2 separate regions of the Gossypium hirsutum genome follow, and region 2 is linked to region 1. The links are chromatin contacts, called in public Hi-C maps. All regions are on one chromosome and are shown on one strand. Each heading gives the region's core, a stretch centred on a gene start, on an enhancer-like site or on the middle of the called end of the contact. The rest is flanking DNA. Distances are from core to core; before and after follow the strand shown. Region 1 holds the start of LOC107925953 (polyamine oxidase 2). Region 2 has its middle 17 kb from the start of LOC107925978.

Region 1 (3,724 bases), core at 696-3,195:
GTTCATATTTAGTTGGTTCCTAATCAATTTACCTTTCAACTTAACCTGCACAATACCACCATTAACGGGTGCACTATTCCTAACACAAATTCATATTCTCAGTACCAATTTTACTTGGCCATTGATCTTATTCCAACTACCATAGCCACCTGACAATGAACCTTTATTATCTTAACCATATAATTGTACACACCCGCTCTATGCGCCGAAAGATCCACTTGGGCGAAGCTTACTCTGCCAATCATACTACCTTAGGATTATACGCCAGAACTGGGGTGTTACATTATTACTATTCTTAGTAATTTATCTAATTTAATTTCACTTAATGATTCAATCCTACTATTTCCATATTCAACATGTGACTACTCAATTATAATTTATTTAAAAATTCTTCAAAATTGAATTTTTCGATAATGTAGAAAATCAAGCCGTTACAACAACTCCTAAATAGAATGAAACTCTAGTTAATCTAAACAATAAACATTCTGGTGGAACTAAACTTTATTGTTGGCTAAGAAACATAAAATTCCTACATACAATATTGGCCTTATATATAATAAAAATTAAGCATTAAAATTGAACCCAATAAGAATTAACAGAATTAAAGGTCGAAACTCGTAATTTCTCATAATAATCACGTCCAAAAATTCTGCTTGTATGGTCTTCTCTAAAATAGTCATAAGTTGAGTCTCCAGACTCAAAATCGAGTGATTCAAAGTGCGATTCGAAGTTAAGAGATAGCTCTTTGAATGCTATGAGATATTTCAATCAAGAAATGTCTAGATCTCATCCAAAAAGTCATCGCAAGTTGAATGATTTTTCAAATTTAAAAATTGACAGCTTTGATGAATTGAATTTAATAAATTTCACCTCATCTATACATATATAATTAGCCAATAATATATATCCCTTAGCCATGCACAAAGTGCGTAGCACCACTTCTCCTGGATTTAGTTCCTTGCTCTGAAAAAAAAACCAGTTCCTTTGCTTTCAAATATTAAAGCAAGCCATAACAAAATAGATTTTTCAGTCCACCTGCCTCCTCGAGATGCTCATTCAGTTTCCAATGTTTCCTTACAGCCAAGATTAGAAATACCCAGCATAAAACATGTTCTTCATATCTTTTGAAACTAATTGACCCCAAACTTCTTTAGCACAAAAGTAATATCTTAGAGCATGAAGAGAGGTCTCAGGATAACACCTGAAAATTGGGCAAAGATCTTAGGTTGAGATGCCTTTCCTCAATTGCTTACTATTTGTCAGCAAATGCTCCTTGACGGTTAGCCCTCAAATGGCCTTGAAACTTCCAAATCACATTCTATTTCCCAATTTGCACCAACAAGCTTGTGATGTGCTGCTGCCACAGTGCATATGCCATTCAGTGTGTCTCACCAAAGACTTAGGTCCATATCTATAGTCACTGAAGCAATTTTTACAGTTGTTTGATGATCCAAGTAAGGCACGAAACGATTCCAATCCCCCAAACCCTTCCAGTCCACATAATAAAAAACGTGAGCTGAGCCTTGCAACATCATTGGAATCTCAAAATGTTGAATCAAAGGACCCATACATAGAATCCAACTATCCTTCCAAAACTTCACTGTTTTACCATCCCCTGTAACTCAAGGAATACATTCACTTTTTGTTTTTTTCCTCCTTTTACCTTCCTAACAATAGTAACGCAGCAGGCTGGAGACGTTTATCACATGACTGAAACACCCTTATTCTCACAACCCTCACCGCTTTATGTACACGTTTAACTAACACATACCTCTCGTCATGGTTCAACTAATTTCAATATCTTAAAGCACCTTTAAAATATAACCACGTGGTCTCAAAAGAAAGCGCGTACAGTTCATTCTCACCTACGCGAGTGGGAACACTTGGAGCTCTTTTTTTTCACGATGGCAAAGCGACTCTATAAATTAAGGCAAGCCATATACAAGGATTCATCCAAAACGCCCCTTCTCTCTCTAGAATTTTCTAATTTTATTTCCATTTCTCTCTCCCTCTTTTGTGAAATCTCCGGCTTCCAAATATACCCCCATAATCTCAAAACTCCGGCGATTTAAAATTCTCGTTTCGATCTTGAGATCTTATTATCATTGCCGGTTTCTTTCTGGAAAAACGGGGATTAAAGACGAAGAGGAGGGATAGAATCGGAAAAAGAAAGGAAATCGCATGAGCTGGTTGGGAAATCTGGGTTTTACTTGCTTCTCTTCGTTGAATTGTTCCAACCATTTTATAACGTGTCTTTTAATTTTTATTCTTCATTACTCCCATCAATTACCTCCTTCGTTATTTAAATTTGAAAAAAAATCAACTGAGCCTTTATTATTATTGTTTAATTCTAATTCCAATCATATTCCTCCCTTACATCTTAAATCTAAATCCTAATCCCGATCTTAATCCATGGAGTCGTCGGACAAGAGTAATCACCAATTGCGTGGAGGTTCGTTGTTTCTTTCTCTTTCTCTATCTGTTTTTTTGTCGGTAGTTTTGTTTAATTAATTGGAGATGCAGCTTATCTGACACCGTGATTCATTTGACAACATGCGATTATATTGATAAAAATGAGGTGACTGGTTGTTTAAGTTAGTTTAACATTATTAGCTTTTCTTTTTCTTTAATTCTTAAAATTATTTATGTTTGACTAGTGATTATGTGTTATGTACGGAATTTTTTATTTAATAGGCAAGCTTAAAATTCAAACATTCAAATTTTTTTAGAAAACATTATTTATTTAAAACGTATCAAAGATTTTGTGTCATGTTTTTTGAAGTATACAAGGACAATTTTTTTTTCAGTATGATTTGCTTTTGTTAGATTGAAAAAAATATTTAAAGAAATGTTCTTTAAAAATTTTAAGGTTTGAGAATATAGTGAAAAAGTTATCAATGGATGTATGTACAAAAATATTGAACTGATAGTGGAAATCATGTCTAAATATACATGCATAAAAATTATGAAGTATTGGGGCCATGTTGATGCTGATGAAATAAGGATCTCATTCTTTTTATTTAACATTTACTATATTTTCTGCTAATTTTCATGATATTAGAAGTTTCGTTTGAAATTTGGCACAAGCTGAAAATAATAATTAAATAAAAGAAAACTTTTGGTAACTATTTGGAAGGTATTTGCTATCCAAATGGGGCGAGGAGGCCTGTAAGAACACCTTCAGTAATCGTGATTGGGGCTGGAATGGCTGGAATTGCAGCTGCACGTGCTCTCCATGAAGCCTCATTTCAGGTAACTAAATCTTCTAAATTTGGGGCTTCTCTATTTGCTTGATATGAAGGATGGAAAAGTGGATGGATAATTTCTTAATCAAATGATTAAGATTCATAGCCACTTTCTTACTTTGTAGTTTAATCATTAGATTGAGAAGTTTCCCATTCTCACTTTTTCCATCCTCCGTACAAAGCAGAGCCTAAATCCAATGAAGCTTTTCTCTTTTTATTATATTATATATGCATGACGGTATATTTGGCCATGAGCTTTCCGTTATCCTATAAGTCATGTTCGTCACTTCTTCAAGATTCGAATTCACTTGACCAAATCAAACGTTAAGCATTTGGTGTCTCATTAAAGATGGAAGCTTTGCTCATTTGGACTTAATTTTTATTGTTTCTTTACGTTTGACAGAATTTGGTTGTGTTTTTAGGTTACGGTGTTAGAATCCAGGGACAGAATTGGAGGTCGAGTTCATACTGATTACTCA
Region 2 (3,823 bases), core at 1,086-3,585, 170 kb before region 1:
TAAACATACCTCAATCTAGTTACATGCATGGCCAAACTTCCTCCTAATCCTCTTCCTTAGGATTTTCGGTCAAAAGAGGTTGAAAAAGGATGAACAAAACCTTTCTTTTCCTTCCTTTAGCTCACGGCAATGGGGTGTATGCATGAGACCATTATTTTTTTTTTCTTTTTTTTTCATCACCCTTCCTTTCATTATTTAATTATCATGCTTATTATTTTATTTTCCTTACCATACATCACTAACACAACATGTTGGTGACATGTTTCCACCTATAGCATGGCCGGCCACTACATATTAGGGAGGGGGAATTTGACATGCAAGTCCCCTTTTTCTTCCACATGCACTAATAGGTCCTCATGCATTGACCTATCACATTTTAAAATTTTCTCATATAAGTCCTATTGACTAAATTCACATGCAAACGACTAAATCGAAGCTTGAAATTTTCACACATTCATGATTACATATTCTAGACAATAAACATCACATTCGAACCTTTCGGTGACTCGGTTTAGCGGTCCCGAAACCACTTCCCGACTAGGGTCAATTTTGGGCTGTCACAATACGAACTTACCTGGTAGTCGTTTTGGATTTGTGTCTCGGTTATTCCGAAACTTTTCGTTTTCCACAGTCGACTTCTGGAATTGGTTTCTTGGGGTCTATATCAATAAAATTAGATTATTAATACATTACATTATTCGTTTTAGGCCTAAAACTCACCTAGGGCAAAATGGTCATTTTGCCTCCTAACCTTTCATGATATTTACAATTTAATCCTAAGTCTCGTACAATAAAATGCATGTAATTCCTTGGCTACCCAAGCCTAGCCGAATGTTATTCACACTTATAGCAGCCCATGTTTTTCCTTCATTCCATATTTTTCTACCCACTTTCACAATTTTTACAATTTAGTCCTTTAAGCTATTTCCATGAAAAACCACTTATGAAAAGTTGTTTACTATCCTTTAAACTCTCATATTCCTTCATAAATCATCAAAACACAAACATCTCATGCATGGGTAATTTTCTAAACATGAACCCTAGCATGAGATATGGGTAGAAATAGAAAGAGCATGTTACGAGGATCTCAAAAATACTAAGAGCATTAAAAACGGGGATAAGATTAACTTACTATCAAGCTTGAAATGTTGGAAAATTCTAGCTATGGAGAGCATGCAAATTTCAGCAGCATGAAGAAGATGAATGACATGATTTTTGCTTATTTTTCCCTTTTTATTCTTTAATTAACCAAATGACCAAAATGCCCTTCCTTACTAAACTTTCAAAATTTTCCATACATGCCCATTTTTGTCCAAAAACCTAGAAATTCGGTAAATTACTCTTTAAGGACCTCTAATTAATATTCCAAAGCAATTTCATACAAATTGCTTCTAGAACCCAAGTTTTGCAATCTATTCAAATTGGTCGCTAATTTCCAATTGGACACCTTGCACATAGAATTTCTTCAGGAAACTTTAACACATGCTTATTCCCATATCCTAGACCTCAAAATGATCATAAAATAATTATTTTAACGTCGAATTTGTGGTCCCAAAACCACTATTCTGACTAGGCCCTAATTCGGGATGTTACAGGACTAAATTGTAAAAGTCTTAAAAATATAAAAATTATAAGGAATCAACAAGAATTGAACTTCCATGGAGTAAAAATATGAAAAACCAGCTTTTGAAGACTCTTCTATGGTGTTTTTGGCCGAAGATTAATGAAAAAATGTCTAGATTTCAATTTAGTCATTTTTTTTGTTACTTTAATTTCCCAAATAATCATTTTTCACCAAAATCATCCAATTTCAAGATTTTTTTCCTACACATGCCGTTTCAGCCTTTTAGTAAGTGTCTAATTGCCTTTTTGGTCCTCCCTTATTCACCACTTAAGCTATTTAATCACTATTTTTTTAATTAGCTAATTTTGCACATTTTTCAATTTAGTCCTGTTTACTAAATTAACTATCAAAACGTTAAAATTTTCTAACGAAACTTTAATATTAACTCAATGACACTTCGTAGATATTTATAAAAATATTTACGGCTCGATTTATGAAATCGTAGTCTCGATACTCGTTTTCAAAATCACTTAACCTAATAATTCCTTCTAAAACATAAATTATTAATTCAAAAATTTTCTTAAAATCACATTTAACTCATAAATAATAAATAATAAAATTTTCAAACTCACTCGTCAGATTTAGTGGTCTCGAACCACTGTTTTCGACACCATTAAAATTAAGCTGTTACAACCTTAATCCGGTGCAACTGGGATCGGGTAGTCAGCCTTCACAGCCAACACATCCATATCAGGTACATCCTCTACCCAAAATCCGTCTTCATTGAAAGTAGACCTTGCTTTAACTAGAATATGGGCCACCTGATTCGTGTTCCTATCAACAGATCTGAAAATTATTTTATCAAACATTTTAGCTTTTTGCTTAATTTCTTCAACATAAACCCCGATTGCAGATCTATCCCTACCATCTCAGTAATACGCACAATAATAGATCTTGAGTCCCCTTCAACCACTAAATTCTGGAAACCCATATCAGTGGCAAATCGCAGACCATCAAGGCAAGCAAGCATTTCACCTATGAAAGGATCAGAGACAAAATTGTTCCATACCATACCACTTCCCAAAACCTGGCCTTGGGCGTTCCTAACAACAAAACCAGAAGAAGATTGTTGGCTTTGGGCATGAAAAGTAGTATCAAAGTTAAGCTTGAGCATCAGATCCGTCGGGGGGGTCCAGCTTTGCTTCATCGTTATCCTTGCCTCAGGTAATTTCGCTCTTAACTCCTTCAATTCACGAACAAGGCTGATAATTTTGGCACTAATTTCTAGTGCATGTTGCTGTTTCGCTTCCATGACATGTCTATTATGAGCATACCACAAAGCCCAAATTGTAATGGCGATCGTAAAACAGGCTTGGGTATCAAGCGATCTCATTAGGTGAGTAAACTAGCTCCAGTAGTCCTCATGGTTACCAGATAGACTCCATTCTATATTAACCTATCTCCAAACTTCCTGTGCAGGGCCACACAGCATGCTTATATGTAGTGGAGTCTCAGCTTCAATATTATAGCGGGGACACATATGGGAAATAGCAAGTCTTCTATTGTAAAGTATGGATGCCGTAGGAATAAAGTTGTGTAATATTCTCCAATTTGCTATCTTATTTTTGGGAGTGATTTTGGGAGACCAAATTTTTTTGTAAAAGTCAACATTACCTTGGGTAGAGTCTGTAGAATCAGGGGCATAGGTTAACATTTGATAGCCACTCCTGACTGTGTAAAGTCATGTATGTTCTCCTTTCCAAACTGGCACATCATCGTCAACATATTCAGACAGTGGAATACAACAGATGGTCGTGGCAATCTCATGGGGAAACAATCTGGTAATAAGCTCAGTCTTCCATATTCTGTTATTTGCTTCTATTAAATCAGCCACCAAAAATAAATTCTCATCGCCTATATTAAATCTGTTAATAGCAGGGGTCCCTTTCGACGGCCAGTTATCCTCCTAGGTGTTAATTAGACGACCCGAACTTACTCTCCACCCCATTTCGTCAGCCAATAACTTCCTGGCTGCGAAAATGCTCTTTCAGATAAAAGATGGGTAAGCACCAAACCTTGCATTCCAAAATGACGTGTTTGGGAAGTACTTAGCACTGTAAATACGTGCAAGGAAAGATGCGAGGTTGGTGAGCAATCGCCAGCCCTGCTTAGCCAATAAGGCTACATTGAATTTACATAAATCACGAAATCCCAATCCACCAAGATTCTTTGGAGTACACAAATCACTCCATTTACACC

Evidence for each region. A called contact is a pair of places that touch in the nucleus more often than the background predicts.
Region 2: a Hi-C map of leaf shows a contact between it and region 1, with 2.5 times the contacts expected there. The contact joins the enhancer-like site here to the promoter of LOC107925953 in region 1. A contact is called at or near these places in 4 of 34 Hi-C or Micro-C datasets (callus, hypocotyl and leaf).

The regions. Positions count from the first base shown.
Region 1 is chrA12:68,806,130-68,809,853 of Gossypium_hirsutum_v2.1, reverse strand. It overlaps LOC107925953 (polyamine oxidase 2), which reads left to right and starts at 1,945. Exons shown (of 10, transcript XM_016856723.2): 1 at 1,945-2,452; 2 at 3,137-3,252; 3 at 3,668-3,724. The coding sequence starts at 2,413.
Region 2 is chrA12:68,971,968-68,975,790 of Gossypium_hirsutum_v2.1, reverse strand. No RefSeq gene overlaps it. Among protein-coding and RNA genes, the nearest start is that of LOC107925978, 17 kb to the left of the region's middle. Within about 2 kb of position 2,335, at least 8 of the 9 cell types and tissues checked have an H3K27ac peak or open chromatin away from gene starts, as enhancers often do. A contact at or near this core is called in leaf, where this site is marked.